4 separate regions of the Mus musculus genome follow, and all the other regions are linked to region 1. The links are chromatin contacts, called in public HiChIP or PLAC-seq maps. All regions are on one chromosome and are shown on one strand. The core of a region is the stretch at or near the end of the contact, and the rest is flanking DNA. Distances in the headings are between cores, read along the strand shown.

Region 1 (6,008 bases), core at 1,453-3,952:
TTGCTGAAAGGACCCAGATATAGCTGTCTCTTGTGAGACTATGCCGGGGCCTAGCAAACACAGAAGTGGATGCTCACAGTCAGCTATTGGATGGATCACAGGGCCCCCAATCTCGGAGGAGCTAGAGAAAGTACCCAAGGAGCTAAAGGGATCTGCAACCCTATAGGTGGAACAACATTATGAACTAACCAGTACCCTGGAGCTCTTGACTCCAGCTGCATATGTATCAAAAGATGGCCTAGTCGGCCATCACTGGAAAGAGAGGCCCATTGGACTTGCAAACTTTACATGCCCCAGTACAGGGGAAGGCCAGGGCCAAAAGGTGGGAGTGGGTGGGTAGGGGAGGGGGGGTGGGTGGGTATGGGGGACTTTTGGGATAGCATTGGAAATGTAAATGAGGAAGATACCTAATAAAAAATTAAAAAAAATAAAAATAGTCATTAAAATTCTCTCAACATTCCAATCTCACGTGTACTTACATTTTAAAGCTGCTTTCTATTTTTTTTTAAATGATTTCTACCTTCATTGAAAATACAGACTAGCACTGGATTGTTACCACAAAGCCTGAGTATTGCATCAGCTGTCTTCCACAGCTTGACTTCTGCCTCGCCTGTGTGCAAACTCCTACCAAGGAAAGGCTTGTGCGCCTCACCTCATTTGCCACACAACGATGCTTACCTACTTAGGTTAGGGTACCAGAGTTGATGAGAAATTCTTTGGGAAGCCAAGCACAAGTTTTTGCTTTCAACTATTTATAGCAATCAGCTGGCTTTTCCAGTCCCTCATTAGATCAATCATGGCCATTGTCTTACAGTTGAGTGGGAAATCGTTACAGGTGGAAGAAGGCACGATGCCTCTAATTCAGCAGCCCGCCCCCCACCCTTCACAGGAAAGCTGCAAGGAATTACAATCAAACTGAAGACTTGTTAGGGGAATGGGGCTGCTTCCAAGACAGGATTGCTAAAGATGCTCTGGATACGGGGTTGCACATAAAATACAAACCCAGAGTGGAACTAAGAGAGAGCCCTCCTCCCTCCGTAGATAAGATGGGATGCTGCTGTCGTTCAGGCACAAAGTGGCCTGCTGTACTTCAGTCTCAGCTGATAGTCTCACATTTGGCAGGGACTTCCCTATTTTTTCACAGGCCATTTATTTGGGAATGTGTTTTACAGGTGGCCCTGCTGCTGGGTCCAATCCCAGGGCTTATGTGGAGCAGGCCACTGCACATCTTTGTGGCTGAAGAGAGTGTCACTTAATATGGCTACCATTGGCCAATATTTGGGAAATTCTCTCTCTCTCTCTCTTTTTTGTCTCTGCACTTCTCCCTGGCCTGTTGAGAAATCATAGTTCAAATGCCAGCTGAACCCGTCACGAAGGGGTAGGCAAGAGGGTGATTGCTGAAGTTTCCATTTCTGCTTGGGTTCATATATGGTCTCTGGGGGTGACCCTAGGAGCAGGTGGGATTTATTTGTCCCCACTTCCCTTCATTAAAACCTGTCTTGGAAAAGAGTCTATTTGAAGGAGTTATTGAAAGTGGTAGATATTTTCTGCCCACTGGCAGAGGGAGAAGCGATGCACACGTCTGAATAAATAACTGAAAATGGCTTCTCACTGTTCAGGAAGTACAATCAATTTGAAATTAGGATTATGGAAACATCTGCGAAAATTCAAGTGTCATCTCAATTTGGGCTCATTCAGATCCTGTATTTTTCAACTTCCCAAGCAGTGCATTTAAAATCTAATCCTAATTAACACACATAGTTTAATTATAGCCAACAAAATATTCTACAAAAATTGTGTGTGCTGGTTGGGGGGATGGGAGGGGAGGGAGGAGGCGAGGGGGAAAGCCAGACAAGTGTTCCCTGATTGTAAAAATTCTTGTTTGGTTAATAATATAAATCCTCAAGATTTTAAACACACATCCAAGTTTGCTTCTCTTGAATCCAAGTTAAGGAAAGAAAGGAAGGAAGGGAGGAAAGAAGGAAGGGAGAGAGGGAAGGAAGGAGGGAGGGGAGGAAGGAAGGAAGAAAGAAGGAAGACAGAAGGAAAGAAGGAAGAAAGGAAGACAGAAGGAAGGAAGGAGGGAAGGAAGGAAGGAGGGAAGGAAGGAAGGAAGGAAGGAAGGAAGAAAGAAAGAAAGAAAGAAAGAAAGAAAGAAAGAAAGAAAGGACACAGAAGGAAAGAAGGAAGGAGGGAGGGTAGGAAGGAAGGAAGACAGAAGGAAGGAAGGAGGGAGGGAGGAGAGGAAGAAGGAAGAAAGGAGGGAAGGAAGGAAGGAGGGAAGAAAGGAAGGAGGGAAGGAAGAAAGGTCGACAAAAGGAAGAGAGGAACCAAGGTAGGAAGGAAGGGAGGAAAAATAAGCAGAAGCATAGAGCTTGCCTCAATCTTGGTATTATTTTTCACTTCCTTCCCATTTCTTGCTAACCTGGACAGAACAAAAACCTTATTAATTTGGTTCATAGATCCTCTTCTGTGAAGACCCTTGTTGCTTTGCTTATTTTCTTTCTCTGATCAGAAGATAAACCTTTATGACTGTGTATGCGTCCAAAGGAAGAAATAAATCTACTTTTCACGAAGCAAACTTTATGATGTGTTGTTTAGTGGTGAGCGGCCCCTCTAAGGATTTGAGGGCTTAGCTGAGCAGCGTGGCAACGCGGCTGCGAGCTTTATTGGAGCTTCACCCTAATCAGCGAAAACCACGGCAATCAACCATCTTGTAGAATTACCAGAGCTCCCCCCCACCCCCCAGCCCAAGCTTGGAGGAAGTGGGATGTGCAAAGGGAGTGTCAATTTGAAAGAAAACAAACTGAAAGTCACACAAGGAAGAGAGGGAGGGAAAACCACCTTGGAACTCCACACAATTTTAACTAAAATTGACTTTGAGAGAGATCTCAAAAATTCAATTTGGCTTCCTCTCTGTCACTTCTGTATCATCTCAGCTGTAATAGATGTAAGGGGAAGTACGATTTTGCTTCTCTTCCTTTGCATCTTGTTTCTTTGTTACTTAAACACAGAGAACTGACTTTTAAGTCCTCTTTGCTCAGGGGCTCTCAACCTTCCTGATGCTGTGACCGTTTCATCTGGTTCCTCATGACGTGATGATCAACAGCTATAAAATTAGTTTCATTGCTACTTCATTACTGTAAATTTGCTACTGTTGTGAGCTGCAATGTAAATGTCCGTGTTTCTGGATGGTTTTAGGGGATGCTTGTGAAAGGTCTTAGTGGTTTCTTTGCATCGTTACTGTGAGCGATGGGAGAGCTCACAGTATCAGTGTTGGCCTCTCCGTGTCACTGTGGAATCTGGCGCTATGAAATCAGACTCAATTTATTAGGATAATTGAAAGTTTTGAGGAGAGTAGTTTTCCCCTTCTTGGATTAATACAACTGTGGTTTCAGGGTTAATACAACTTAGAGGCTGAGAAGTGTTGACACATTTTATTATCTTTGCCCTGGCTTTGATTATGATTGCAATTCCATTCCTTTGAAGACCATGTTTTAGAGAACCCTATAGCAATGGAGCTCTTTTCAACAGTCCAGGAGGAATGAGGAAATAACAGAGAATGGGCTTTATTTTGGGGGATGCATTTCTCGGCAGAGAGTAGGGAGCTTCAAACCCCTAACCCCACAGGAATATAAGGACTAGTCTTGAAATGATAGCTGTGCAATAAATTTTCATCAATCCCTACCTAGTGCACAGAAGACCTGATGTATCATTCTTACTTCCTCTTTCTTCTCTGACCCCCTTCGCTCTGCTGTGTAGCAGCAGCGTATCCTCCAGTACCACAAGGGAAGAGACCATTTCTTTCCAGAGCTGTCAAAATGCTTAGCCTACCGTCAGGTACAACTAGAGAGGGAAGAACAGGAACTGACCTGCAGAGTAGATTCAATTTACTGCTTTCAATGAGGACATTAGAGACATGATTTTTTTTTTTTGAAGGAGAAGTTGGGGATAAAATATTTACTGAATGAGGCATCCTGATATCTTATTGGAAAAGATCCTAAGTTCTCACTTGAAAAAAAACAAAAACAAAAAACAACATTGTAGAGTAGTCGTGGTCAAGGAAAGACTCAAGATCAGAAAAACTGCAGGGAATTCAGAAGTCAATCAGACTTTGGTGTGGGACCACTGGATCCTGTGACTCCCTATCCGTTGATAGCGCTGCTATGCATTAAGCCCTTGGTCCTGCCTCTGTGGCAGAGATGTAGAGTGCCAGTAATAATCAAATGAGATAAATAATGCTCATAGATTTCTTCTCAAATTGCATGGAAATTAGTTGAGGATCACAAATTCAAGCGATTATTATTAGCCATGGATATTTTTATTTTTATAAAACACCATTTCAAGGTTTGAAGAGAAAAATACAAATAGTTAAACTGTCCTGAACACCACGGGCTGAAACACCCCCAGACTCTCTCATCTTCTAGATTTTGTGTGTATGGAGTTGTATGCATTCTATGAAGGGCTGGCCTTGTTTACTGGTACATCATGGAAGCTGCTGATTTAGAAAAAGGACCAGGCTGGCAGTAACTCTTGATTCCCCTGCCTCAGATCCCAAGTGCTAAGATTACAGACATCCACCACCACTTCTGGCTTTCAAATACACTTATCCAAGTATAACCGCCGATTTAACAGGTATTCTGGTACTGTGCTGATCAAAAAGGAATTATTTTTAAAAATGCACAAAAGAATTAATACCAGTCTCATTTAGTATTGAGAAGCCATCCATTTGCTGCTCTTTCCATTGTTGGGCCCAAACTAACTCGGAGAACAAGTTAAATGAGTGACTTATTCGGCTCAGAGTTTCGGAGGGCTCAGTCGTTGGTCACTTGGCCCGGTGTTCTTGGAGGACAGTGGCCTGTGAACTTCTTACCTTGGAGTAAACAGAAGGCAGAGAGACTGAAAGAGTTTAGAAGCAAGGTACCTCTAGGAGCCAGCTTCTTTCAACCTTGTTCTCTAGCTGGGTTTCATCTCCTAAGGTTTTCAAAATCCTCTAAAATAGTCTCTGCAGCTAGAGCCCTAGCACTCAGCACACAAGCCCGTGGGAGACATTTCGTACCAAACCACAACATTAAAGAATATATTTTCAACTGTAAACGTTGTACAGCGCAGACACACCTATGATACCAGGTCATGAGAAAGCATTTTCTTGCTAGAGACAGCCTTCAAACAGTCAGTGATAATCTTGCTATTGACACATTTACTAGGGGTAGTAGGTGGGGTGAAGAGAGCTGATCAGAGATTACGAGCATCAGTAGGTTATGTGACTCAGAAAGTAATGATAACATATAAGAGACAGATGTGTGACAGGAGATAAGGAGAGGTGTGGAGGTGAGTGTGGGAGGTTTGGAACTTTCAATAACACTTTTGTATCTGGTGGGGGAGCTCTCAACAGAGACTTCAAAGCAGCACTAGATGTCTAATGTTTTCATGTTCAATCCAAAATGTCATTACAAGGTCATTTGGAGACAGAACATGGGATGTGGATTTGGCAAGCCACTTAGGATAGATCCACCCTTGTGGCTGTCTGCTTTATGATTCTGCACATCCCATCTGTGGTGTAACACTGCCACCAGCTTTGTTCTTTGGCCATCGCTGATTAATACAAGGACAGAAATGCCTGATGCAGCTGGAGAAAGAGACTCTCTTTCCAGGAAATTTGGAACACGAGCTGAGATACTTAGAGGCAGGATGTTCTGGAGGTCTCTCTTCATTATCGACCTTTCATGGATTCTTCTGTATCAAGGGCTTTTTCAGCCATTGCTCAGTTCTCGGGGATACCTAGCATTTTCCCCAACAAATGGCATTTCTCCTCTTTCACATTAGTTAATTGAACATGTACTTACCACTTAATGGGCTTTCCATCAATTATCCACCTTACTCTTTTCTACAAACATATTGGTTGAACCAGCATGCAAGGTCCCACAAGGTCAAGAGGATTGCTCAGTGGCATGCAGATAAGTTATCGTCTGCAGAAGCTGGCCATGATTTATTTAAAGAACAAACAA
Region 2 (6,008 bases), core at 2,593-5,092, 260 kb before region 1:
TTTTGTTCCAGGAAAGAGATTTCTTATATTTATAATTAACATACATACATAATTTACAGTTATTTTCAGCAAACACTTTCTCATTTTGTGGTACTCGAGCAAGCACCCTACAACAGTAGCATGATCTTCCGCAGCCAGCGTTCGGAAGCTCTGCACAGGAACACTGATACTAGCACCCCATAACCCAAGTGAGAAGGGCCTGCCACTGAGTCCGCCTCAGAGAGGGCTCAGAGTATTCAGAAGTAAATCTAAGGATGAGCTGGCAGAGTACACTGTCTTCTGCCAGACTGCTTTTCCTAGGTACAGTCCCTACCCCACCAAGGGAGGAAGGACACCAAAACCTCTGCTTCAGAATAAGCCAGGCAGATTTTCAAAGGTCACCAGTGGTCAATCACTTAGCATTTTTAGCAAATTCTTGCTTCAGATACCAGTTGCTTGAAACCAGGGATCCCCATCAGACCTCAAGTGGTAGCTCGCCCATGATGTCTTATTATTTATGACACGCTCTGCTGAGTACCTGTGAAAGGGGGCACTCCTTGGCCAACGAACTCTGGTTCATATCTTTCAGTAAGTCCTTCAGAGCATTCCTTACTGTGGTGTGCGACCATTGTTCAGGAGGCAAGTCTTCTAGTTTAGGGCAACTATTTGAGACAGAGATTAGAAAGGGGATTATTACAGGATTGCATCCCGCTGCAGAACATTCCTTTAAGACAGACAGATTTCATTTTGCGCATCAAACAGATGCATCTGGAGATTGCTCTCGGTCTCCTGATTGTTCCGATTAGTTAATTACTTTATACAACACATCTGCTGTATCGATGCATGAATTATACATCAGCTGCCTGTGGTGGCTATTTTTTCATGTTACTTCTACCTTCCTGCTCTGATGCACTTGGGAAGACAATTTAAGGTGTGCTGCTTTCTCACAAGCCACGGTGAAAAGCGTTAACGTATTAACTGATTTCCTCCCATGACTCTGTTCATACGAATTAAAATGACAAAAAATACATATATAAATAAATAAGATCGTGGCAAAAGCGAATAAGGCATTCTTTCACAAAATGTACACAGATGGCACTGTTCATGATATGCAAAAATATTTTTTTCTTAAGTAAACTTTATGTAAAATGCCTTCTTGTAATGCATCATTTAATTGACTAAAAGTAAAAAGTCCTATCTTTTGATAGCACGCAGGGAAAAAAAAAACATAAATTTCGGGGGGAGGAAGTAAATTTTAAAGTCATATATTGAAGTTGGAGAAAATAACAGAAGGGGTAAAGTTACCAAATTAATTTGGATTAGCATGTCTCAAACGATGAGTAAATAAAAAATGCAAGCTGGCCAAAGCAGCTTTCCGTCCACACTGTAGGGAGGGAGACTATGTCCCTGCCTGGACTCACCTGTGTAACTGAATTTTGAGGGTGACCACATGATACACATCTTGAAGCATGTCTGCCACCGTGGCATCAGGGGCATCTGTCACATACGACAGTGGAACTGGATTCCACTTCCCAACCTGGATGAGCCCTAGTCCAGATAGAGAGGGGACATGCTTAGTGCTGGCTCTCAGGTCCAGCAAAAGACTGCTGCGCTCTTGTGCACTGCCCCCACCACAGCCAATAGTGTTACTTCTGTTCGAATGCTTCTCTTTCCCTCAAAAAGGCAGGTCAATGAAGATATTCACAGCCTAGCTTTCCAAATTGTGAAATTATGTAAATGACTATAGGGTTGTTTATTATTTTGGAAATAAATACCAATCAATAAAACCCATGCATCAGGCCACATTGTCCTAACTTACAGGAAGTTCTAATAAGACATAGCTGAACCGGTTCTAAATGGCTTTATGATTTAGATAAGATTCCCTATTGCAGTGGGAATCAGCATTGAAAAATACTTTACAGCCTATAAAACCATCAGAAACAGAATAAAAGAAACAGAACTAGATATTCAGTCATAAATGCAAATTGACTCTCAACAGTCCATCTGCTCAGATAGGCTCCTCACTTCCTTGTGGGTCCTCAGTGGAGCAGATTATTAAGGTCAATAAGCATCCTAATGATTCAGCTGAAGTAATTTAAAAAAAAAAATTTACCTCGACATTCCACATGAGCAAAATGTGTGTTAACTAAACCAAACTGAATTAAGCCAATTTTTAAAGCCACAGCCTATAAGGAACCAACATAAAACACAGGCTGTAGCTCTCTGAATAAAATGTTCCCTGCTTTGTCTGAGAGGCAAACAGGAGGACCAGCAACTTCCCAGCCCCACAAATGCATCCTTTACCTTTGGCTTGGGCAGCAGAGCTGTGTGAATAGCCTAGAGACAGCAACGCCATCTCTATCAGCTGGTTGAAAAGCATATCCTTTCTCACCAATACAAATTCCGCGTGCTCCTCCTTGCAATCATACTCAATGGCGTTTTCATAATGTTCCACCACGCAGAAAACTGGTAACATGGTTCCTATCAAAGAGACAGAGGAAAATATAGAAAACCAACAATCTTCAGAAACAGTCTGGAGGGAGGAAGACCTAAGCTATGAAACTAAATCTTCACCACAGTGAGAGGAGCCACAGAGCTTCCCAGGCAGTCTGGGGGGAGACACAGGCACACAGACAAACATGCAGTCATTTACTGTTTAAAAGTTGCACAGGAAAGACTTTAACTTCCTTTACGGTGTACCTGCTCATAAGGTAACGTGGCCTCGCCATTCATTTTAATAGTGCATCTTCCAAAATCAGTGAACGCAGAATTACTTTTCTGATCGAACAGTAATGCTGACGAGAGACAGATAAGTGTCTGGTCTGATTTGCTTTAACTGCTACGCAAACAGAACCCACTGCAGTTGTCTTCGAAGAGCCCACCTTCTTCCTGCATACACACTTCTGTTAATAACAAGCTTTACCTGCTTGCGCCCAAATTATCTGACTAGACAATGATTTTTCTGCCTGGTTTTCAGCATTTCCTCTAACTGGTTCCACAAAAGAAACACAAAACGTAACCACATCGGTGCTCATAGGCACTGTTTGAATGTACAGAACAAACAAAACAGAATACTTCTATCTATGACTACCCATTTCATCTATCCAGGAAAAAGCCATTGACAGCAGCCATAAGTCTTTAACGTTAACAATTTCTGCTGCAGTTAAATATGGTAAAAATGACAGAGTGTGAAAGGAAAGCTGGCCTTCCTGCGATCCAGGAGAGGCAGGCTCTGCGTGGGGTCTGCTGCTTCTCTGTTGGCACCCAGTCCAAGAGCTCAGTGACACAGGCCACAGGACTGTTGGGAAGGAGATTTGGCCCAGAAGCCGGAGTCCACCTGCAGTGGCACTCAAGGTATTAATGCAGTACGCTGTCAGACTTCCAACAGTTCCAGAAAAGGGTTAAAAACAGATGCATCTGAGCAGTACTGTGGCACACTGCCAGGAGAGTATCATCTTTAGCATAAATGATGACAAGGGTTACTTTAACAGGGCACCCAGGATCCCCAATTAGTTCCACAGTATCCCTGCCTGCGTCGGCTCTATACTCTGGACTTGTACTGGACTGGCAGAACCCTAACTTCTGAGGGTGTCAGCTGCCCATCCCCTGCTCTGAGGATCGGCATGACATTTCCCTACTGCCTGAGAGGCCCTTTACAAATCCTCTATTTGCTGGTTTCTGCTGAACAAAAGCCGGCCATAAAACAGCTCCATCTTTCCACATGTGTGTCTTCACCTAAGCTCTGCGAAACCATTCACAGGAGACTCCAGCTCTGACAATTAAACCAACCCCTTTAGGTTTACTTAGAAAAGCTCACAAACTCGTTGGGAAGTACCAGCAGGCTAGGCATGAAACACAAGCCGCAGAGCTTGCCAATATTCTTGTCATTCATTCAGCTGTTTTATACCAGAGAGAGAACCCGTCAGGGATCAGAAGAGAACTTGGGGAGACCGCAGCAAAAATAGCAATATGCAAACTGGTGATTTCTTCCTTGGCTTGAAGGTATTTTGGCAAAATCTCTTAAACAAATAAAAACACCCAACCCCTTTTTCTTAGTGCTTTCTCAGCTTAGCCACAATTTTTATCTAGCACCTGTCAAACAGAAACCAAGCACATGAAAAATAAGATTAAAAAAAATAATAAAAAAACAAAACCTCCCAAAAGACTTCTGATTTTTTTTTTTTTTTGCTGTTTGTTTTGAGCGCAGACCCTCCTAGAATTAAAATGTATTTCTTAGATATGTAATTTTGAATGCAATGCATTTCTTAAAGCATTTGAGGAGTGAGATGACCACACTCTAGCTCTTAGCTCCTTCTCCTCACTACTGATGTCTGAGGAGTTGGGGTTTGCAAGCCAAAATCACGTATACTGCATTTTCCTCTCATGGAATCAGAGGTGTCAAATAGCTTTTCAGACCTCTGCTCTATGAAATAAGTGAAACCTTTTCAAACCACTGAAACAGCCTGGATTGACTCTGTGTTTAATTGATCGAATTTAAAGGTGCCTTATAGATAATAAAGGTGGCTGCGATACGGTAGCAACAGGATCATCTAATTACAAATCCGGTGCTAGATCGTCTTGAGAACTGTCACGGTTGCCCTCCTGTTACTAGGAGTAATGTTAAACAGGAGCCTTCGCTGGACTGCCTGATTATTCAAGCTGGTGTTTGGCCAGACTTCCAACTACTGCAACTTCATAGCCTTCCTGCATTAGACAGGGAGCACTGGTCACTGCTGCAAGCTAAAAATACCACATGATTTAAACCTGAAGGCAGTCTTAGAGGCTTTTGCTGGAGGTTCATGAGCCTGTGTAAACAGCACGGCAGCCATAAGGAGCAGGGAAGTCTGTAGAATCCTTGTCTAAAACTGTCCTGGCATTAAAGTTTGCTGTGCAAATATCACATAATACCAGAGACAGCTGAAATCTCCTATTTAGGAATTTATGGAACTTGTGTGTTTGCAGGCGTCAGAAAGTCTTTTTTTATAGAGCCTCAGCACTACACAGTACAATATTAATGCACTCTGTTTGAAAAGCCATAATAAATTATATTTTTAATGCTCTTACCCTGGCTTAAAGATGCATACATTCTTGGCAAACAATCAATAAATAGGGTAATCATGAGTAGAGGCCAAAGAATTTGCTGAAGGGCTGTTTTTCCATTTTTAATAGATAAAGATCTAACAATACGGAGTGCTGTGTCTGTTTATTTCAGGATCAATATATTCTTTGTTTTCGCCAAACCAAGGAAAAAAATAAATGATTGTATGATAAATATGATAAATGTTATGCATCAAACACAATGAAATTCCTCGGCCTCCTAACTTTCTCTGCTTAGTATTCGTGCTGAGTAAAAGATGGCATTATTATTCTTTGCTTAGCAAATGCAGAAAAAATCTGAGTCCTACATGTTATTCAATGACAAAATAAAGACCCCTGTGAGGCATACAGGGTATTCCACACAGGACCTGACTTGTAGGGACAGCAATGTCTAACACAGGCAAAGTTGTAAAAACTTCATCCATTTAATATTGGTAGAAAAATCACTTGTTTGTATTTTTCCCCTTTACAAACTTGCCTAAATCTTCCTTTCCCTTTACCAAAAATACTCAAAATTAAAAACCAGAATCAGCAAATTGTTTTTAAAAAACAAACTGTTAAATAATAACTTTGCTCTTCAGAAAAATAAAAAGCACAGTAAATTACATCAGAAATCTTTGTTCTCATGTCAGGTCCATGTCCTGAAAATCCCCTTACAGTTAGTAATCTCAGGAAAAACCTATGGTGATTCTCAGACAAGCTCAGTCTCTTACCCAGGATCAGCTCAAACAGCAGCTACCTGCACACCCATAACTGCAGCAGTGTCGCCAAATGGACCTTGTCTAGACGAAGACCATGACACTGAACTCAGACTTTTTACTCTCCAAATATACCAGGGCCTCCAGTCTTAGGAAGAGAGAGGCACCACTCAAAACCAGCACACATGCTTTCAGAACCTGACTGACACCACAGCCCACAATGCCATTTAATTT
Region 3 (6,008 bases), core at 2,520-5,019, 180 kb before region 1:
AGCCTCACCCAATCCAGAAAGAAGCAGATAACTGAGACCAACAAGCCCCTAGGGACAAAGTAGGGTTGGGCAGAGTCATCAGCCATCTGGACGCCCACAAGGCAAGCAATTAAGCCCCAGTGACCAGAGGAGTCAGCCATCTGCAATTAGGACATAGGCCTTAGTCAATCTGGGGCTTCAGGGAAGAGTTAAGAGAATCAAACTGTCAGTGAACTGGTCTTCTGAAAACCAGAACCAACCAGCTGTTGAACTTTGAGCTCAACTCAGCATAGAGACACTGATGTGCCACATCCTTCAGGACCAAGTTGGAGCGTAGCTACCTAGCTACTTCTGCTGAAGACCAGAGACAGCAGTGGTACACGGTCCATGTGGCAGCGCGCCTGAATCACTGGATTTAAATTGCAACATTGTTGCAGCCTTCAAAGGAGATGCTGGGCAGCCCCTCCCCATTCCCCAAACCATCAGTGCCAGGAAGGCAAAAGGTTAGCGTTAGCTGTTCAAGTAGATGAGACTTGGCAAAGCGGCCCAGAGGCTAAAAGGGTTGTCTCATACTGCAGCCAGTCAGCCCCGCCTCCTCTGACCACATCCCTTAGAGTTCACCTCTATAGGCAAAGTGCTTCTCTCACCAAGCACCCACACCCTACACGCCCATTGCCCACCGGCATGAAACTTTGTTCTAATGGTATGAAAGCAAGCTCAGTGTGTGCTCAGTTGTCATGCATGGTTCACAGTTGATCCACATGGTGGGTAATTACCCCACCTTCCCACTGCCCAGGTGTTCTCCCTTGGGACAGTAGCTACTGACATACTGGGCACATAAGAAAAGACAGGTGTGCCTGAGAGATGGCACTTTCAATCCTACTTGATTTCAATTAATTCAACATTATAAAATAATCCTGCTCGGCAAGATAGTGCATACCTTTAATCTCACCACTGGGAAGTAAGGTAGGTGGATCACTGAGTTCTAAGTCAGCCAATGCTACCGTGTCTCAAAAGCAAACAGAGCAAAACCCCTTATTCTGAGGGTGGATGGAAATCTTTTGAGCATGATTACAAAATCCTTGGCTAGAGTAAATAAATGCTAGGAAATGCACATCAAGATGGAATGGGGTATCCTAATTGAGTTATGCTGTAAGTATAAAATACATACCTTCTCTCAAAGACTGTCAAAAATTCAATATATCACAAATAATCATTGAAATGTGATATGTTGAATTTAATGGAGTAAGAGAAACAGTAATAAAATCAATTGTTTAACTTGCTTTGATACTTTTTCATTTTTATTTTATTTTTTTACTTATTCTACTTATTCACTTTACATCCCATCCACTGCTTTCTCCCTCTCTCCTTTTCCTTTGAGCAGGTGGGGTCCCCCCTGGGTGGGTATCCCTCCCACTTTAGCACTTCAAGTCTCTGCAAGGCGAGATGCTTCCTTTCCCATTGAGACCAAACACAGCAGTCCAGCTAAAAGAACATATCCCACAGACAGTCAGCAGCTTTGGGGATAGTCTCCTTTCCAGCTGTTTGGGACCTACACGAAGACCAAACAGTGCATCTGCCACATATGTGCTGGGAGGCCTAGGTCCAGCCTGTGTATGATTTTTGGTTGGTGGTTTAGTTTCTGAGAGCCCTAAGGATCCAGGTTAGTTGATTCTGTTGGTGTTCCTGTGGAGTTCCTATCCCCTTATGGGCTGTAATCCTTCCTCCTATTCTTAAAAAAAAGTAATAATTAATTAATTAATAATGATGCAGAAAAGGAAACTGCTTACTTTTTAAAAAAATAGTCTCTCTCCATATATATATATATGTGTGTGTGTGTGTGTATGTGTGTGTGTGTGTATAATCACTGGCCTGGAACTCACTAGGTATTCTAAGGCTGGCTATGAAGTCCCAGAGATCTGCAATCCTCTACCTCCTGAGTGCTATGATCAAAGGTATAAGCCACTACACCTGGCTTACTTTGTTTTTTTCATATGGCTACTGAAAGGTTCGAAGCTGCCCATTTGGCTTGCCCTGCATTTCTATCGGACAGCTCTTTCCTTTTTTTTTTTTTTTTTTGGACAGGGTTTCTCTGTGCAGTCCTGGCTGTCCTGGAACTCACTCTGTAGACCAGGCTGGCCTCGAACTCAGAAATCCACCTGCCTCTGCCTCCCAAATGCTGGGATTACAGGCACGCACCACCACTGCCCGGTGAACAGCTCTTTCCTACTGTGTCCCCAGCTCCCACTAGTGCTAACAGACTGGGTAATTCAAACTTCAGCACCTTCCTCTCCTAGCTCCTCCTCTCTCCATACTAGCTTCCCCACGGTGATATCTTTCTCAGTCCTGAGTTTTATTGTCTGTATTTTGTTTTGTGTGCTGCAACAAGATCTCCTTGTGTATCCCAGACTGGCCCAGAACTCACTATGTAGCTCAATTTCACCTTGAAATCAAGGTGAAGCTAGAAATATAAACCTCTGCCTCCCAAGTAATAAGATTATAGACAGATGTTTGGCCCTGTAGTTTTTTGTTTTTGTTTTTTTTTTCCTTGACCAACAACACCGAGAACAGGAACAAGTCTGGGTTATACCTATCCTAAGCTCTTAATGTCCTCAAGCAATATCTTTAAAAGTTCAGAATTCAGTTTCGGCCCTCATGTTTGTTTTCGTTGCTTGTCACTTCACAATGCCTTTTAAAGATGTCTTTGAGCCGGGCGTGGTGGCGCACGCCTTTAATCCCAGCACTCGGGAGGCAGAGGCAGGAAGATTTCTGAGTTCAAGGCCAGCCTGGTTTACAAAGTGAGTTCCAGGACAGCCAGAGCTACACAGACAGAGAAACCCTGTCTCGAAAAAAACAACAAAAGAAAGCAAAAAAGATGTCTTTGTCTGCCTTTTAGAGATCCTTGATTTTTGAGAGCTTGGGTACACGAGAACCCTTGCATAGTAGCAGTCCTTAATAAACAAATTTATGTTTCTTCCCTACAGTCCCCTCAGCTCTGCTCGGGTGGTGGCTTTCTTTGCCTTGGTTAAACATTTGGGCAGGTTCATGCATTCTTCCTGTCCTCCCTGCTAGGGAACTGAAAGGTCCCTGGCCATTACAGCCAGGGTCTCCAATCTGGAGGCTATAAAGCCCCATTTAAAGCTCCAAACTCTATATACTTTTCCTTCTTCCCCCATCTTGCCAATGGCTGTTTGTGAGGCCCAGAGGACAGAGGGGAGAGGCAGAGGGACGCAAGAAGCCTGTTAGTCTGGTACTGGATTAAGACGGTGTAGTCCTTGCAAGGGCAGACTGTCAACCTGACACTTTCTCTGCTGACACTGTGGAGGGTTGTTGAAAGTTTCCTCTTCTGGGTCTCTCAAGAGCCTCTTTTGATGTGGTGGCATCTGGCAGAGGTGTAGCTGCCTCCCACCTAGCCTCTCTCTGCCTGGGTCTCTGGTTATCTGGCCTACAGGCTCTCTTGGGAAGAATATTTCCCTACTCCTATCTGACTCCATTCTTCCTTCCTGTAACAACACCCCCTGCCTTCCTGCCCCCCAAACTCCCTCTGTTAAAGAAATTTGCAGTCATTATCTAGGCTCTCAATGGCCCTCTCATCACACAGCCTGAGGTTCGGCAGTCCAGCTACCAGCCACATGTGTGCCCAGCTCCTTGGTCAGAGGCTCAACAGTAGCCACTGGCTCCTCCTTAGATCCTTGCAGCAGGTTTGGAGAAGGTGGTAGAGTTTTCTGCACAGCCTTGGGTGGATTCAAGGGTAGTTCCATTTCAATTCGTTCTCCCCACACAGCTAGCTGTCTTTGAACTTCAAATCTGACACACCTATATACCCCAGATGGGCTAGGGTTTCCAGTAAATATATCATCAACCTCACCGTGGACTTTTGTAAATTTCCATATGCCTCTTTTGTCCCGAAAAAGACTCTAATGTGGTAAGCCACCTGAAACTACCGATTTAGTATTTTGATAGACCTGATTATATCAGGCTAAGTTGTGCTGGGTGTGAACTGAATAGACATGGTTAATGTGGGACTTTTTATAATTGAGTTTGGGAATGTAAAAAAAAAAAAAAAAAAAAGGTGACGGCTAGGTAAGGTCCCAGAAATGAAGTTTTTAGTTTAAGAGTTCTGTGATTTTTTTTTTTTTTTCCGCTCAGCAAAATAAGCAGGTCATTACATGTTTGAAAAGATGCTGGGTTAAATATGAGGAGAAACTAATGTTTTGTTGTCCTATGTCTCTGTGTGTCTCTCTGTTCCTCCCCCCCACACACACTGTCTGTTGTGCGTTTCTAATGAAGTAGTAGCATTGTCTGCTCCAAGAGCTGTGTGATTTCCTTTGATAACTGTTAAGACGCCAGAGGTTCTCATTGTTTGATCGTCTTTGATCTCCACAGCTATACTCTTTCTTTTTTTTCCTTTAGCATTGTAGCAGCCTTAAACTTTTTTACATGCCTGTGAACACCAATAGTTAGTACTGCCTTCACGGAGGTACGTCGTGTGGCAATGTTTACACAAGAAAACCATTCGTAAATCCCCATTCTTGCCCTTTTTCTCGGGGGATCACTTTCTTCGAAGGGAATGGATCATCCCCAGTTGCTGCAGCCCACATGCTTCTTAAAAAAGGAACAGGGGTTTTAAGCGTTTGGATCACTTCGTGGTCTTAAAAGTTGTGGCAGAAAGAGCAGCAGTGTTAGAAAAGGTGCAGGGTGATTTTTACAGGGGTAGGGAGGTGTCTAGTACATACAGCACTATGGAAGTGTAAGCCGAATAAACCCTTTCCTCCCCAACTTGCTTCTTGGTCATGATGTTGCACAGGAATAGAAACCCTGACTAAGACCTCCTTCCATAGGTGAGCTCAAAGTCAAAAACTAAAAAAAATCTAATATTTTATAGGTTCTTTCCAGTATTGTTCTGAAAACAAAACAGTTGATGGTTCTTTAGATGGATCAAGGATTCCCAATGAGGGGTACGCAAATTCCACACTCAGGGGTGCACTATCCACTGTGAGGCTGGACGGCCGCAGTGTGTGTGCTGTGGCTCCTTCCTGCCTTCGGTCACAGCGCACTGCTTTAGAATGAACAAAGAGGGAAGGAAACGCAGGCTGTAATGGTAATGGGCTCCCTTTGTCTCCAAGAGAGGCTGAACTTGACCTTCGAAGGCACAGAGGTCCAACGCACACTTTTAAAAGTAATATTTAAATTTTAATAGAGACAGTGATAACCAGACTCTCAAAACCAAAAGACTGGTCTTTTAAAGTAACTGATTAGCAAAGAACAAAAACTTTAAGAAGAAAGTCTACAACTAGAAATGAAAGTCTTGTCCTCATCCCTCCATCCCAAGGAGGCCAGCTGCCTGCTTTTACATATCCCCACAGAGTTTACACTCATGATCTGCTTACAAGTTCATGGCAAGTCTGGTCTGAAGGATGTGATGCTACAAGCTGGATTTGAAAAGTTAGTTATTTATTGTGTGTGCATGTACACACAAAGCACACATGTGAATGTCAGAGGAAAACTTGTGGGAGTTGATTCTCACCTTCCACCTTGGTGATGTGCCTCATGGTTTGGTGTGAGCCGGAGGATGCTCTGTTGCTAGTATTAGCTGATCTCCTTCCCTGGCCTGACATCCTGGCTGTAGGAGTGCTGGAATTACACATCTGGCTTTTACATGGGTTTGGGGATGGGACTCAGATTGTCAGGCTTGTATGGCAAAGATTTTTTTACCAGCTGAGCCATCTTCCCGGTCCCAAAATTGGATTTTTAAGATTAAAAAAAAAAAACAACTTATTTTTCAGTGTTGGCAAAATGGTATGAAAAGAGGCACTGTCATATGCTGTTGGTGAGAGTGTAAATTTTTAAAATCTTTCTGGAAGGCAGTTTGGCCATATCTATTGAATGCCTTAGAATTTTGCATAAAACCTTTAAACCAGTGTTTTCACTTTAGGGGATTCATGCTAAGAAAATAGTCATAAATGTTTGTAAAATTTTAGCTACAAGATTTTTATGGAAGTTTTTTTGGTAGGAACAAGAACGGGATA
Region 4 (6,008 bases), core at 916-3,415, 160 kb before region 1:
CCTGCTCTGGCTTTTGAGTTTCACTGAGAGCAGGGGAGCAGATTGAATTTACAATACTCCTTATTTTTTTTATCTGAGGTTTAAATTATTAATGAGTGTGTATATGAATTATACCTATTTATAAGCCAACTGGCTTCATCCCTTTACATAGAAGATTTTCAGGTTAGTTTCACTACAAATCAGACTTCAAGGTTTCCTTGGCACTGTAGCTATGGCCTCCGGTTGTGACCACTAGTCATTGATAGCTCCATGAAAACATACACACACACACACACACACACACACACACACACACACACACACAAAGTCTTATACACACACGCCCAAACATACACATTCACACACAGACACTCACATACTCATTTATACACACATTGACACACAACACTCACATACAAATTTACACACACACACACACACACACACACACACTCAAACATACACATTCACACACATATACTCACACACTCACTTATTCACACACACTGGCATACATATACTCACATATAAATTCACACAGATATACATTTTGCCTATAAGTGCAGCATAGTCTCTAGAGTATCATGTTTTTCATAGTTAGTGATTTATATATTGCATACATACCAGAGTATATGCATACTCGTGGAAGTCAGAGGACAACTTATGGAATCAGTTTTCCTTTTCACCACATAGATTTCCTGTATGAAACTGTCGTTTTTAAAGGCTCTTCTAAGTCCTTTATCTCTTTGCTGTGTGTCTAAACTGTGTTTTTATTCTCTGGACCTGCAGGAACCCCAGTGTGAATGGCCACTAACACTCTGCTTCACTTCTTTGGTCCCCATATGTGATATATTCAGAAAGATTGTGTTCTCTTCCCCTGAAGATCTTAAAAAGACAGTCAAGAAACTTGCTTATTCTGGTCAGAATTTTCCTGGTTCAAAGCCATGATTTCTGTGTCTTTATTAAGAAAGAATGCCCAGCAATAGATCACCAATACTCGAGGAACACAGTGGTATTTTTGTCTCATTTTGCTTTACTTGGACTTTTTTTTTTGTCTTATCAGTCTTTTGTTTGCTTATTTTAATTTCTATTTTGTGAGGATTTTTTTTGTACATGTGAATTTCTTTTGGTTTTGTTTGCTTATTTTAAAAGGAGAAAGAGATAAGGAATGCAAAGTTGGGAGGGGAGAAATTGAGGGAGGGGGAAACACCATCAAAATATATCATATGAAAAATGTTTTAATTAAAAAAAGTTTTCAGCTGTGGTGGTGCAGGGTGGTAGGATTTGCTGAATGCAATAGGATCAGGAGTTCAAGGCCAGCCTGGAATATGTGATTTTTTAGCCAGGTGGTGATGGTATGCCTTATTAATCCCAGCACTCAGCAGGCAGAGGTAGGTGGATCTCTGTGAGTTTGAGGCCAGCCTGATCTACACAGTGAGTTCCAGGACAGTCAGGGGTAAATAGTGAGACCCTGTCTCAAAGTTCTCACCCTCCAAAAAATATTAGAAAGAAAGAGAGAAAGAAAGAAAGAAAGAAAGAAAGAAAGAGAGAGAGAGAGAGAAAGAGAGAGAAAGAGAGAAAGAGAGAAAGAAAGAAAGAAAGAAAGAAAGAGAAGAGAGAGAGAAAGAAAGGAAGAAAGGAACAAAGAAAGAAGGAAAGAAAGAAAAGAAGGAAAAGAAAACCTTGCTTTGACCCAAGAATCAAGTGACTTTCACAAAATAGTTTGGAGATTGGGACAGAAATGAGATGACCTGGGACATGTTCAGGTCTCTTCCAGAGGGACAGAACTAGCTTGAGCTCATCTTTTGAAAACCAAATAGGCATTCCTATTTTCAAGTAATTGTGAAGATGCCTGGAGTAAGACTCTAGTTCTAGAAAATTCGTTATAGTTACACTAAACTGTGGCTCATGAACCATGAGCAGGTTTCACAGGAGCCTTGCAGAACAACTTTTCTTTTCAGAGGCTACATGCCTTGTGAGGCTCAGATGGTGGTATGCTGGGAATTCCAAGATGATGTCATGGGTACCCAAAACACGTAGTGAGGCAGGCATGATGCCATCTGTGCTTTCTGGGTGTCATTTCTGACAAGGAATCTGAGCTTTCTGGAAGGAAGGATGCACATCAGGGTACACAGAGACTCATGCTATAGTGACTTCCGCTCTGTAGCACATGCACAGCTTCCTGTTTTGGTCTGATAGTTTTCCCCTGGGCTTTCAGAGACGCAAAATTACCCACACAGAGATAGGTTGCCCATGAAGAGAGCATATGTCTTATTTTTGGAAGCTTTCTTTAACAGTATCTTTGTTATTTTGTTTTATAAACCCTGTTTCCTCTTGTATTTTATATCATATCTTGACAGTAATTTCACCCAACCTTGAGGACTCCTCTTTCTCCCTCTTAAGGCTTTTATTTCTTGGCATTTTTCCCCCCATCATCTGTAGGAAATGTTCTTGTTACTGTTTTATTTATTTATAATATTAATGGCCTTATTCAGGTCTTACCATACATGTTTTTATTTCATTGGGTCAACCATTTGAAACTACTTGAGAATGTCTCAAGTGAGGTAACCAAAGATGCCTTCAACATACTCTCTGCTTCCAAGTTGTGTAGAGTTCGGGTGGGAAACTATGTGTGTAAAAACAGTAGTAAAAATAAAAGATGATTTCTCCTACGGGGGGAAGGAAGGAGGGTCACACAGATTTGCCATGTGCTTCGTGGCCACTGTGTTCATTGGTGAAGGGCCTGTGTAAACATTTTGTTCAGGCTTTCCCCATTGGATTTGATTGTTTAATTATAGACATTTTTTCATATAGCCTCTGTGTGTGTGTGTGTGTGTGTGTGTGTGTGTGTGTGTGTGTGTGTGTGAGTGTGCATGTGGAGGTCAGAGGACAACCTCAGTGATGGTTCTGCTCTTTGACTGGCTGGCCTGTGAACATCTAGAATTCCTCCAGTCTCTGATTCCTGTTTCCTGATGGATGAACAGGCACACAACTGAGTCTTCCTCTTAGGTAGGCTTTAGAGGTCTGAACTCAGTTCCTCATGCTGGCCTGCCTTCTCTTTTACCCACTAAGTCACCTCCTCATACTCTGCCTTTTGTTTTCTCTTCTTTTTCCTTTGTTGACACAGGGTCTTACTATGTAACTCTCACTGGATAGAGCAGGCTGACGTCAAAGTCACAGATACCTGCCTGCCCCTGATGCCTGAGTGCTAAGGTTAAAAATGTGTACCACCGTACCTGGTTTCTTTTTGTTTGTTTTGTGTTTTTGATATCTAATGCTTTCTGAGCCTTGTTGTAAAGTTACTGAGATACACTCCTGTGTTTTCTCCAATGTCTACGTTTACATATATCAAAAAAAAATACAAATTAAAACCAATGTGTTATTAATATATACTTGCTAGAATGATAGAGTTATAACATATTGTGAGTGAAAATATGAAATGAGAAAGCATGATGAGATTTATTCTGGTATGCATGCGCCTCACCCAAGTCTTTGGTATTTATACTTTTAGATCTTATCCAGAAGGAATGAAAACATCTATTAAGAAAACTTGTACATGTCTATAGCATCCTCGTCATGGGCTGGGATGCCCATGAATAGAAAGTGGACACACATTCGGTTACCTGTATAGTGGAATCTAACCTGCGCTGGAGAACTACCCTCAAAGTACAGGGTTAAAAAGACTTTCCACAAGGGAGTCTTCTACATGTTTTCTTTTGTACCAGCTTCTAGAGTTGACAGAAACTTACCCACGATGAAGCAAACTGCAGGCATCTGCAGTGGTCTTCACATTCAGCTGGTGGCCCCCACTCATATGCTGTCATCTCAATTCCCTGTGACAACACTTGATGGAGACCAGCCACTAGAGAATAGTCAAGAGGACAGAGATCTCCTCTTTGAGGTCAGTGCCCTTTATTTCAGAGATCTGCCCTCCTCCTCCCACTGTGAGGACACAGTACGAAGGTGAGCATTTGGATCACTATGTCTGCTGCCACTTGGATCTTGGACTTATCAGACTCAAGAATCGTGAGGAGTAGGTATCTTTGTCACACGACTTGTGGATTCTGTTACAGCAGCCCTATGCTGACTGCAATGAGGAACACTGACTGGATAAGCACTTGGAAGTGTTCTTTACCCTGACAAGTTTGTGAGTTACTGAGGGAGTCTATTGCTCAACACTCAGTGAAGGTACATTTGCGATTCATACACTGCATTACATGTAAATAATATCTCCATAGAAACCATGAGTACAGTCTTAGGTGGCAGGTTTTGGCAACTAATTGGATAGGACTATGTTACATTGTTTAAGTGTGCAGTTTGTATAAAGTGTCCTAAAGTCACAGCGGGAAGATGTCTTAGCTGTGATAATTTGGGGAGTGACATACCCTTCTTGGACTCAAGGTTTCCCTTCCCAGAACTGAAGCAGTATTTTCTATCAGTTGATGCTCTAGGAAGGTGTGCAGGAGGCTTATGACAAGGGCTGACACAATGTGTTGAGAAATTAATGCCACTTGAATAATTTCTACCATTCTTTTTCTGCTTTGTTTGTTAGCAAGTAACGTGCCACCTGTGATTCTGAGGTTTGAATGCTGCTGTCTACAAAGCTGACATGTTATGAACAAAAAATACAGAACACAGAGTAAGATCATACCCAAGAGGGGACAGGATGCGCTCTCTTTTGAACATTGTGGTTTTAGAGCAAACAGATCATTGGCGATGGTGGGTCATGAATTTGGAGGGAAATGAAAGGCATTTTGGGATTTGAGGGATGGTGAGCCAATAAACCAGAACTCTAGGAAAGGGGCGGGGGTGGGGGGGATGGGAAAAAAAAAAGAAGTTATGAACGTATCAGTTGCGATTTCCTTGCTGTCATTATTCTTATCGTGGCTAATCTCAAGTAACCAAACTGGTTTGCAAAATTCCCGAATACTTACCCATCACCTCTTTCTGCCTGTTGCTTGCCAGCTCCAGAACATCACGTGACCAGTGTGTTCATTGAGGCAGAGAATGAGAAAGAAACGGAACTTTCTTCCCTTTGCAAGGGTTCATTTGCCTGCTGGATACTTTGGGTTTAATAAGCTCTTTTGCAATGCATCTCCATTTCCAATCCAAGCAGCTCTCCGAGCATGTACTTTTTTCTACAGTTGCACAGAAATACCTTATTTTCTGATGTCCACAGCTTTCCAAGGAGTCATGCAGAGGCTGCTCTTGGTGGAGATACCCAGGAGTCAGCCTGTGCCAGGCGGGGGGCGGGGCTTTCCTCAGAGCTCCCACAAAGCCAAGCGCCTCTCTTGCTTTCATCTTCCCAGTCTTTTCAGATTAGGCTCTTGCCTTACCTAAGACTGGATTTCATATCTGTCTTACTGCAGAAGAAAGGGACATTTTCAAAGCACATGCACCCTTTCCCATATCCCTGTCAGTGTACTAGACTGTTGCCCTCAACTTAGGAGCAGCAGGTCTCTTGCTAAGGACTTCTGGAAAGCAGAAAAGGCAACTCACACTTAACTGGTATCACTATCTATTGGTAGCAATGGGGACATAAATATGGTCAAGACTCCACAGGGACTCTTATAATCCAGATACCAACTAAGACTCGTGTTAAGTACACAGTTCCAGAATCTTTTTAATTTTTATTAAAAACTGGCCTGCATCTCCCTAAGTAGACCAGACTGGCCTCAAATTCACAGACATCTGCCTGCCTTTGCTTGTCCTGATGATGTGGTTAAAGATATGTGCTGCCACACCCCACTCCATTACCAGAAGTGCTTTATCCTGAAAGTAATAGCAACATGAAATATGTGTATAGAGTTGTTGCCCTTCAACACTACTTTTCCTAACAAAGTAAAACAAAACAACCCAGATGTCCACAATTTTCAATAAATATAACAAAATAACATGATGTCACTCCACTCCTATAATTAGTATTTACATGAACAGATTTATATTGTACTGTTACTATATTTTGGTGTTCAGTGATGTAAGGACGATGGGAAGAGAAGTGACTGGAGTACATTTCGCCATCAGCTAGT

Evidence for each region. HiChIP or PLAC-seq counts read pairs in DNA pulled down with a chosen protein or histone mark.
Region 2: a CTCF HiChIP or PLAC-seq map of CD8 T cells shows a contact between it and region 1, with 12 read pairs. The contact joins two enhancer-like sites. A contact is called at or near these places in 1 of 15 datasets of contacts at CTCF or cohesin (CD8 T cells), 3 of 484 Hi-C or Micro-C datasets (CD4 T cells and Th1 cells) and 5 of 115 datasets of contacts at active chromatin or transcription factors (CD8 T cells, effector CD8 T cells, memory CD8 T cells and 2 more).
Region 3: a contact with region 1 is called in an H3K27ac HiChIP or PLAC-seq map of thymic regulatory T cells, with 4 times the contacts expected there. The contact joins two enhancer-like sites. A contact is called at or near these places in 1 of 15 datasets of contacts at CTCF or cohesin (CD8 T cells), 5 of 484 Hi-C or Micro-C datasets (CD8 T cells, Th1 cells, double positive thymocytes and 1 more) and 7 of 115 datasets of contacts at active chromatin or transcription factors (CD8 T cells, Th17 cells, Th2 cells and 4 more).
Region 4: a contact with region 1 is called in a BATF HiChIP or PLAC-seq map of CD8 T cells, with 20 read pairs. The contact joins two enhancer-like sites. A contact is called at or near these places in 1 of 15 datasets of contacts at CTCF or cohesin (CD8 T cells), 7 of 484 Hi-C or Micro-C datasets (CD4 T cells, CD8 T cells, Th1 cells and 2 more) and 3 of 115 datasets of contacts at active chromatin or transcription factors (CD8 T cells, memory CD8 T cells and thymic regulatory T cells).

What each region holds. Positions count from the first base shown.
Region 1 is chr17:52,059,584-52,065,591 of GRCm38.p6, forward strand. No RefSeq gene overlaps it. Among named protein-coding and RNA genes, the nearest start is that of Gm19585, 87 kb to the right of the region's middle. Within about 2 kb of position 2,703, at least 25 of the 459 cell types and tissues checked have an H3K27ac peak or open chromatin away from gene starts, as enhancers often do. A contact at or near this core is called in CD8 T cells, Th17 cells, double positive thymocytes and 4 more, where this site is marked.
Region 2 is chr17:51,802,914-51,808,921 of GRCm38.p6, forward strand. Satb1 (special AT-rich sequence binding protein 1) reads right to left here. Exons shown (of 11, transcript NM_009122.2): 3 at 2,284-2,460; 4 at 1,401-1,527; 5 at 518-641. Among named protein-coding and RNA genes, the nearest start is that of Satb1, 27 kb to the right of the region's middle. Within about 2 kb of position 3,843, at least 37 of the 459 cell types and tissues checked have an H3K27ac peak or open chromatin away from gene starts, as enhancers often do. A contact at or near this core is called in CD8 T cells, memory CD8 T cells and regulatory T cells, where this site is marked.
Region 3 is chr17:51,876,077-51,882,084 of GRCm38.p6, forward strand. No RefSeq gene overlaps it. Among named protein-coding and RNA genes, the nearest start is that of Gm20098, 3.6 kb to the right of the region's middle. Within about 2 kb of position 3,770, at least 35 of the 459 cell types and tissues checked have an H3K27ac peak or open chromatin away from gene starts, as enhancers often do. A contact at or near this core is called in CD8 T cells, Th17 cells, double positive thymocytes and 3 more, where this site is marked.
Region 4 is chr17:51,902,001-51,908,008 of GRCm38.p6, forward strand. Gm20098 (predicted gene, 20098) reads left to right here. Exons shown (of 3, transcript NR_045095.1): 2 at 3,491-3,880. Among named protein-coding and RNA genes, the nearest start is that of Gm20098, 22 kb to the left of the region's middle. Within about 2 kb of position 2,166, at least 50 of the 459 cell types and tissues checked have an H3K27ac peak or open chromatin away from gene starts, as enhancers often do. A contact at or near this core is called in CD8 T cells, memory CD8 T cells and thymic regulatory T cells, where this site is marked.